Regions from separate parts of the Hordeum vulgare genome. Here region 2 is linked to region 1. A link is a contact called in public Hi-C data. All regions are on one chromosome and are shown on one strand. Each heading gives the region's core, a stretch centred on a gene start, on an enhancer-like site or on the middle of the called end of the contact. The rest is flanking DNA. Distances are from core to core; before and after follow the strand shown. Region 1 has its middle 250 kb from the start of LOC123427000. Region 2 has its middle 11 kb from the start of LOC123397558.

Region 1 (4,055 bases), core at 1,263-3,762:
AGCATATAGTAAGGTACTGAGTACTCACCCTTGTTTGCTTTTTGCCTCATAGAACTGACGGAAGTGCATGCAGGCGAGCTTCACTTTCTGAGCGCCAACACTGAAAAATGATAAACAAGCGTCGATCAGGAAATTAGAAATTTCTAAAATCATTTAACTCTGAGCATGTTGATACTTGATACACATAAGTAATGCCAAAATATTATGAGCCTCGGAAGCAAGTCAACAAATAAATGATCACAAAACGATGAAGTTTTCGATCCCAGGCCATAAACCATTGGCAAGAAAACTGATAGTTTCGTTGCACAAGACACTAGTAAACTTGGGTCTTCTACATATGGATATAGGGCGGGGCAAACGACGTGAACCGTGTGCCCATGGCATCGACACCCAGCACCAACAAATCCAAATAGTAACAACATTGGTGCCATGGACAGATCAGAAAAAACATTCATCGAAGTTATGTAGAATAGCAGATCATTATATACCAGAAATTTTGCAAAACTGGAAAACGACAGTTATTCCCTTGCCAAGCTACCTAGACCACGCCTTTGTATAAAGTGTCCCTTCCATTAAAGATTATGATTTTCGTTCGCAAGCTTCTGTATGAGCCCCCCCCCCCCAAAAAAAAAAAACTCGGGAATGGAGGTGGTCAAGCAACATGGGACAAGCGATGGGCTTTGCCCTCTTTGTGTTCAAGCAACATTTTCTTTGTCCGCTCCGCTGTGTGCTTCCTTTGGAGGTTTGTCCATGAGGCTTTGTGCCTAAGTGAGAAGCGTCTGACCTGTCTGAGTTTCTAGAAACTTAGGCAACCCTGCCAGTAGAAGGAAGAGCCTCTTCTAGCTAGTGTTTGCAACGATAACTTGGACCCTTTGGACGACATGTAAGAAGATGGTTATCGAGCGAGTCTTCTTGCGACGGGCTACTCACTCTGTTTTTCAAATTTCCGGGCTTTCGGCAGAACCGAGACCCACTCTCTAGGTTGCATTAGGGACTCACTAATTACGTGAGGGCACCGCCTTACTTCACCATGTTCGGTTTTTTGGCCACATGGTGGTTTCTTTTTCCTTTTCATTTAGGGCATGTTTGTGTTGTTGACCCAGGAGACTTATGTCTATTTTCCGTGCACTTGAATTTGTTGTATGGACGTGGGTAGTTTGGTTTATCGTGCTCAAAGAACTGGACATAAGGATTCCCATGAGCTTTAAGTGGGGCGCATTTAAAGGCCATGTGAGCGTCTCCAAGAAAGGAAACAACACAAGTGAGTCTCCCCGCTACTATCATCGACAAACCAAGTACGGATTTCACCCTTCTCTAATTCTGAGCAATCTCATGGTCGTTTGATCGGGAGTCAAAGATTAGGAAGTAAAGTAGTTGGTCGGAACCGCCACCTAGGAGGGGTGGGCTCTACACTTGCGATCGGGTACAGGCTTTGGGACTGTTACAATGTGAGACGTGGAGGTGGGCACGGTCGGGGAGGTGGCGGGGCAGATAGAGTCGGCGCATAGAAAGCAACAACGATCGATGATGCCAACGACCTAGGAACTCAAGGGGACGTAGGGGGCAGAGCTACTAAGATACCGACAACCCGAGGAAGCTTGAAAAGATGTAGCTACTTGATCGTCAAGGACGAAACCACACCGAGAGAGGAGGCCCACAAAACCGTGGACACTGGACGGTGTAGGTTTAGGGTCGTCCGGGTGGAAGCAACGTCGGCAAAGGGATCATTGCAAGGCTTCACGCACCCGCCACACCATCGTTAAGGACGAAGGCAGTCGTCGCTAGGAAAACGGTTGTCAAAGACGAAGAGGCTCGCCTACAAGGAGGCAGGCCCACAAGCATCAACAAGCATGACTCTAGCCTGGCCACAACGGCTACATCCACAACCCCGGCTAGGAGCATAACACCAACAAGATCGGGTTGTGTCATTGGGGAGGAAACTACAAGGGAGCAGCAGCCGCAAAACATATCGACTGTCAAGGGGAGAAGCGGTTAGAGAGGACCTCGAGAGGTCGCACAAAGAGTGGATCTAGGAGAGGGTGTAGCATCGCGGGACAAACATGTAACGTACACACACATCATACCCATATGAACACCTTTAAAAAACTGAGTTATCATATCATCTTAAGATTTATAAACACCGTAGTTGACTCGTCATCAACGAAAAATCTTCTTCCAGTAAATGGGCATCGCCCGAAATCTTAAAATAATTTCAGAAATAATGCAAACACACCAACACAACCTTAATTAGGCCGTCAATCATATTAGCATATGGTACCTGCAGTGCTAGCCTAGCCTAGGCGCGCGTCCACTATGAACGATCAAACCATGCATGTGTGGTGTTTGTGACCAGCAGATTGTTCTGGTTACTGAATAAGTGTACTTGATCTTACGAACAGAATCAGATACCAAAGCGATGACACTCTAGCTAGCTAGCTAGCAGTTATACCAAATGCCTTCCAGCCGTCCTATACCTACCGCCCTCTTTTGCACAACCGTGTCTCGTTCTACACCGCTCCCTTGCCATGCCTGCCATACCTACCGTCTTTTGCGAGTTGCTGTTTCTTTGCCCCTTAACTCATCCGAGAATGGGGGGATCACATCACAGTTTGAGCTCATAGTCATAGGCAAGATGACCCGTGTTCAGGTATCGAACGCTACTACTAGTACTAACTCGGTTAATCAATAGCCTCCGTGCACCGGTGTCGGTGCGAGACACGCATGGTCACGCTCACACACCGACGGCCCTCAAAACGTACCACCAACACTTGCATTTGCACGAAATCGAGCTGTCGGTCGCCGCAAAATGCACCCAGATACTGCGCTTGATAACCTGATGATTGAGTTTTTAGCATCCCTTCCATTTTGACCGCGCATGCATATGGGTTCCTGAACCCTGCACGAGTCACAGAGCGGATCCAGTTGACCTTCTGACTATGGAAAGGTTTGTTTGCTTTGTCCTCTGGTAAACTTGGCTTGGAGCAAACACTATGGCAGGTGGCGCAGCTGTTGGCCATGAGTGGGCATGCAGTGGCCATAGCTGCACGGCACTGCAGCGCACGCGCAGCGCTGCGAGTAGAACAGTCGTCGTGGGTCGCCTTTGGCGGACGGGCTCACATGGCCTGCGCCGTTGCGTGGCACCGAAAGGCGCGCGCAGTTTTTTCTGTTGGGAAACTAAAAAGGACCTGTTTGCCAGAAAAGAAAATCTTGACATGCTGGGACGAGCAAGTGGGGCTTCTGGAAACTAAAGTTTCTCCCTCAAGCTTTCCTTTCCTCGCTCGCCACTCACCGGGATGGTGTCACGATTCACGTCTCGTAGCTGCACATGCTGCCCATCATCTAGCTAGTCGTCCACATCGATCTATCCTCCAAATTGGTGCAATTGAGCACAATGGACGGATTCGCCCAAAAAGTCGATGTTAAGGTAGGACCAGGCTCTGGCCCTCCCAGAGGAACTGTTCAATTAACCCGCGAAAAGAAGAAGACAAAACACTGTTCAATTTTTTAAAGATATATATAGTTCATGTCCATATAAACATATGCACAATTATCCTTATAAATCGTGCTCACACATATTTTTTTTGCGGGGAGTGTTCACACATATTTTATTCTTATGAATACCTACTACAGGCTGATTGTTGATTGTTGAAGAAAACGGTATGCATTATAAACTAAAAATGAAGCAAAACTTGAATTTTTGTGCATATGAATCAGGATATGATGCTCCTTTCAAGCCATGTAGTATCATTGCATACACCACAAGGAAAAAGAAAAAAAACATGTGCACTCATAAAACAAATTCAAATATCCATCCACTATATGATATAGTGGTAGATAGAGGGGAGACGAAACAACATTGTCACCCACGGACATAGGAAGTATTAATCTGTGCCTAACAAAGTGCTACACCTCTTCATAAATATTCAAAAAGTAGTGTAAAGAAAAGCTAACCTTGATTGATCAATGTGAGCTTGCACGTGTATTTGTCGAGTTCCTCCTCTTGCATACCTAGGCCTGCAAATTAGCCCAAGTGAGTTTGGTTTTCTTCTACACTG
Region 2 (4,166 bases), core at 1,129-3,628, 520 kb after region 1:
GCTCGACCACCTTCGTGGTATACACGAAATGCAGATTGCCATAATAACCTTTAAAATAGAAATAAAAACAATTTCATAAATGAAAAAAGGCATCGTAATGCATGTGTTATTCTTTAGAGCATCTCTAGCAGACCCCTATAAAGCCGATCCGCAAAACTTGTTTAGAGTTTGCGGAAAAACGGTTATGCGGGCGCGGACAGAGTCAAACCCCGCAAAACGGATCCGTAAAAAAGATATTCACACAAGATGCTCTTTTACGGGTCTGCTATGCGGGGTCTGTTCGGGCACCGCCCGTCGACCCGCAAACCGAAAACCCCGTAAATCCGAATTAATAATGTGCAATATAAGGAAAATGTCAATATCACAATACAATAATCATCGAAAATACAATAATTATTCAAATCACCGTAGCAAACTAAATAATTCAATACAAAACTTGTCCCTATACAAATCACACATGAATGAAATAAAAATGAATGGGAAAATGGAATGTGTTACTGCCCAGCCCTTTGTCAATGGTGCTCAATGAGATCCTTGTGAAGTTGAAAGTGGGTGTTTGCATTTTTGATCTCCATGTAGGTCTGAAGAAAAGCCCTAATTCGGTTAGTGTCTCTAGCTGGTTTGACACGGCTACCCACATTGTCGTAGAAGAACTCAAAGTTCATGTCTCTCTCATCTTCGATAATCATATTGTGAAGAATAACACAGCATGTTATGATGTTTTGCAAGGATCGCTTGTCCCAAAATCGGGCAGGACCACGAACAATGACAAACCTAGATTGCAAAACCCCAAATGCTCTTTTAATGTCTTTTCGGGCTGCCTCTTATGACCTTGCGAATTCACACTCATTCCTAGTTTGAGGGCCTTTGATGCTCTTGATAAATGTGCATCAAGAAGGGTATATATCATCTGCAAGATAGTATCCCTTTGTGTATTCATGCCCATAGATAGTGTAGTTGCAAGCAGAAGCATCACCACTAGCAAGCCTAGCAAACAAATGAGACCGTTGTAACACATTGATATCATTGAGAGTACCCGGCATACCAAAAAAGCAATGCCAAATCCATAAATCCTCGGATGCTACGGCCTCTAGCAGAATTGTTGCATCATGAGACTTGCCACAATACATTTGCTGCCATGTCTTCGGGCAATTTTTTCAAGTCCAATGCAGACAATCTATGCTTCCTAGCATGCCAGACCAACCTCTTCTATAATTAGATGCCATCAATTTTTTGTGTCTTCCTCGTTCGGTGCCCGAAGATATTCAGGACCAAAGACACGGATGATCACTTTGGCAAACCTACGCACTGACTCAATTATAGTATCTTCACCAATGCGAAGGTACTCATCGGCATAGTCAGCCGGAATGCTGTATGCAATTACCCGCATAACTGCGAGATTTTTTGGTATGCGCTAAATCTCTTCAAGCCCGCGATATTTCTTCTTTGAGTAAAATACCGACAATTGCCCTCGCAAACTTGAACAATTTTCACAAAGAGGGATCGGCGCATACATTACCTTCTCCGGAAAAGGTGTGGCGCATATGTTGCATTGTCGCGAAATAGTCTTGCATCAACATCTCGTTCCCGAGATGGCGATTTCGAGAGATGCAAAGACGGTCGATGGTCGATCCTCGCCGTCTCTTTTGGTTCTCGTCTTCCTGGTCCTTCACGGCAAGGGTCATCACCAACGTATGCTGGCGAAAGTGAGAAGCATTGTCTCAACATCCGAGTCGTCTGAATCGGATGAATCGTCGAGCAAAAACTTCTCGCACGGGCTCAATTCCATCTCCGGAGGTGGCTCTTCAGGCGCGGTGGATTGGCGGACTCGGAGAGCCGGTGCAGTGGCTCGGTGGGAGAGGCAGGGGCACCCACGCGATGCGATTCCGCCCGCAGATTTGGCCGGAACCGCCGGCGGTGTACGGGCGAAACCAATGACGGAAGACGGCGGAAGGGGGTGGGGAAAGGGCGCGGGCTCAAATGTCCCTCCCATCAACCGCTTTCCTGAGATACGGGGCACCGTAGGGGCGAGGCGAAAACCTGTGTTTTCGTGAGTCGGGGATGGGATTTTTCCGCGCACCTCCAAATATTTTACGGGTCAGACGCGTTTACAGAGTTTGATTGAACAACATTTTCTACATCGATCCATATTTTAACGGTTATTATGTGAGTCGCGTCTTTATATAGGTCTGCTAGAGATGCTCTTGGTACCTTCGTAGGTTGATTTGAGTCTTACTAGTTCGGAAATCCTACGATTATTATACTTGTGCCAATATTTTGGGAGATGGAGACATGCTTGGCCCAGATCAATGCCAAAGCAAAATGGCACCGGGAAAGGGAGTCGGCGTCCACACGAATGCAAGCCAGCCATTCATTAGCTGGACACTTCTTTGGATTACACACATGTCCTTTTCGCAGCAATCGCTTTTTTGTCTCCGCCCACTCGTGCGTCCATCCAGCTTAAAATGGTTTCGTATTTGTACGGTAACTCTTCCGGTATTGGAAATGAATTGTTAGTCTTCACCCTTCAAACAACGACACAGAAAGGAAGTTTCTCAGCGTGAACGTGCCTGTATTTTTTTTTTTTTGTTCTTTTGAGAAACCTGTATTTTGTAGAATTGCTGCTGTGTCCCCTCGCCGGCCTGTGTTCGACCCCTCATCAGTTGAATTCGGCGACCCCTCAAAAGAAAAAGAAAAACAGTTGAATTCAGCGTCTCACATTTCTCTCTTAATAAAATATAATCCCATGACTTGGCGAAATGACTTCGAATGAGATTTTGAACGAGATTGAGTTTGGAACGAGATCACCGTTTGACTCAGCATCTACGGCTACTCGTCAATGACTTTACAAAATGAAGGTTCTGTTCGAATTTGACGGTAAAAGACGGTGTACATGACTGGCCATTGCAGAAAGGTCATTGCTTGTGCGATGATGTTGGTCTCTTAGGAAATATGAAAGAAATCAAATGTTAGGATTTTCCGAAGCACTATGGCCCGGACCGCAATCGTTGTCATGAGAATCAAAGAGGAAGCCCATCTGTGGGATTTGGTTGGGCCAGCCACTTGAGCATCCTGATGTCGCGTGAGTAGACTTTCTTTGTTCATCTCGGTGTTTTGCGACGTTTGTCTAAATCTTCTTTTTAGTTAATAAAAATGGTAAATCTCTTGCTTTGTTTCAAAAAAAAAATCATGGGGCTCCTTCTCTGCTGATCTAGCTTTTAGAACTACAGTAAATTAGTGTTTGACTTTTGAGAGGTGAAAGTAGCTTATGTCAACTTATGTCAGGATTACAATTGTTCCTAATTACATGAACTTATACTAGGGATGGAGAGAGGCGTCCGAACCGCCCTGCTTTCAAGTAAAAAAAAATCAAATTAGTTATAATTCTTTCATCCAGATTTAGCTTAGTTTATACTAACATCATGCTTTTACGGGCTTATGCGGGATGTGTGCTTGTATTCCTAAGTTAACCTCATTTGGTTTCATAAGAAAGGAATTTTGTGTAAATAAAAAATCATTGAAAATGAAATGACATACATTTCAAATCATATATAAAAAGAGGCGTCATTTCATTTCTAGGATAGGATTTGTTTTATTGGATCTAGACTATTGTTTTTTCTTCTTTGAAATACACAGGATTGGTTCCTATATGATTCTATTTCTACAAACTAAAAAGCTTCAAAGGAAATTTCCTATAGAGTTTTCTATCCTTGGGAATTCCAATAAAATTCATGTAAACCAAAGGAGGTCTTAGTGTACTATTTATTTTCACATACATTATGTTTCTTTTGCAGGAAACATACATTAAGTTCGTGCATGTATGAAACACAAACATTAGTGTTTTCTGTGGTATCAATAAGGTGGGTAAACTTATGTATGTAATACAATATGATATGCCAAAAAAAAAGCTTGAAGCTATACGAAAAATAGTATATTCTCGGTTCGGTCTGCCTACGTTGTGGAGTGGGATCATCAGTATGGAAGTAAATTAAGATATAATAATGAAATGGGACGAACCACAACAAACCCTTTTTGGAGTAATATATGAAAATTATCTTGTCCAACAAAAGTTAAAATATTTTGATGGCGTATGCTTCATGGCACACTTCCTTGCCATGTTACGCTTGCAAATAGACATATGAAGATCTCGCCCATTTGTCCTGTTT

Evidence for each region. Hi-C and Micro-C count contacts between places; a contact is called where the count stands out from the background.
Region 2: a Hi-C map of seedling shows a contact between it and region 1, with 3 times the contacts expected there. The contact joins two enhancer-like sites. A contact is called at or near these places in 3 of 6 Hi-C or Micro-C datasets (leaf and seedling).

The regions. Positions count from the first base shown.
Region 1 is chr1H:129,341,134-129,345,188 of MorexV3_pseudomolecules_assembly, forward strand. No RefSeq gene overlaps it. Among protein-coding and RNA genes, the nearest start is that of LOC123427000, 250 kb to the right of the region's middle. Within about 2 kb of position 2,513, at least 3 of the 3 cell types and tissues checked have open chromatin away from gene starts, as enhancers often do. A contact at or near this core is called in leaf and seedling, where this site is marked.
Region 2 is chr1H:129,860,648-129,864,813 of MorexV3_pseudomolecules_assembly, forward strand. No RefSeq gene overlaps it. Among protein-coding and RNA genes, the nearest start is that of LOC123397558, 11 kb to the right of the region's middle. Within about 2 kb of position 2,379, at least 3 of the 3 cell types and tissues checked have open chromatin away from gene starts, as enhancers often do. A contact at or near this core is called in leaf and seedling, where this site is marked.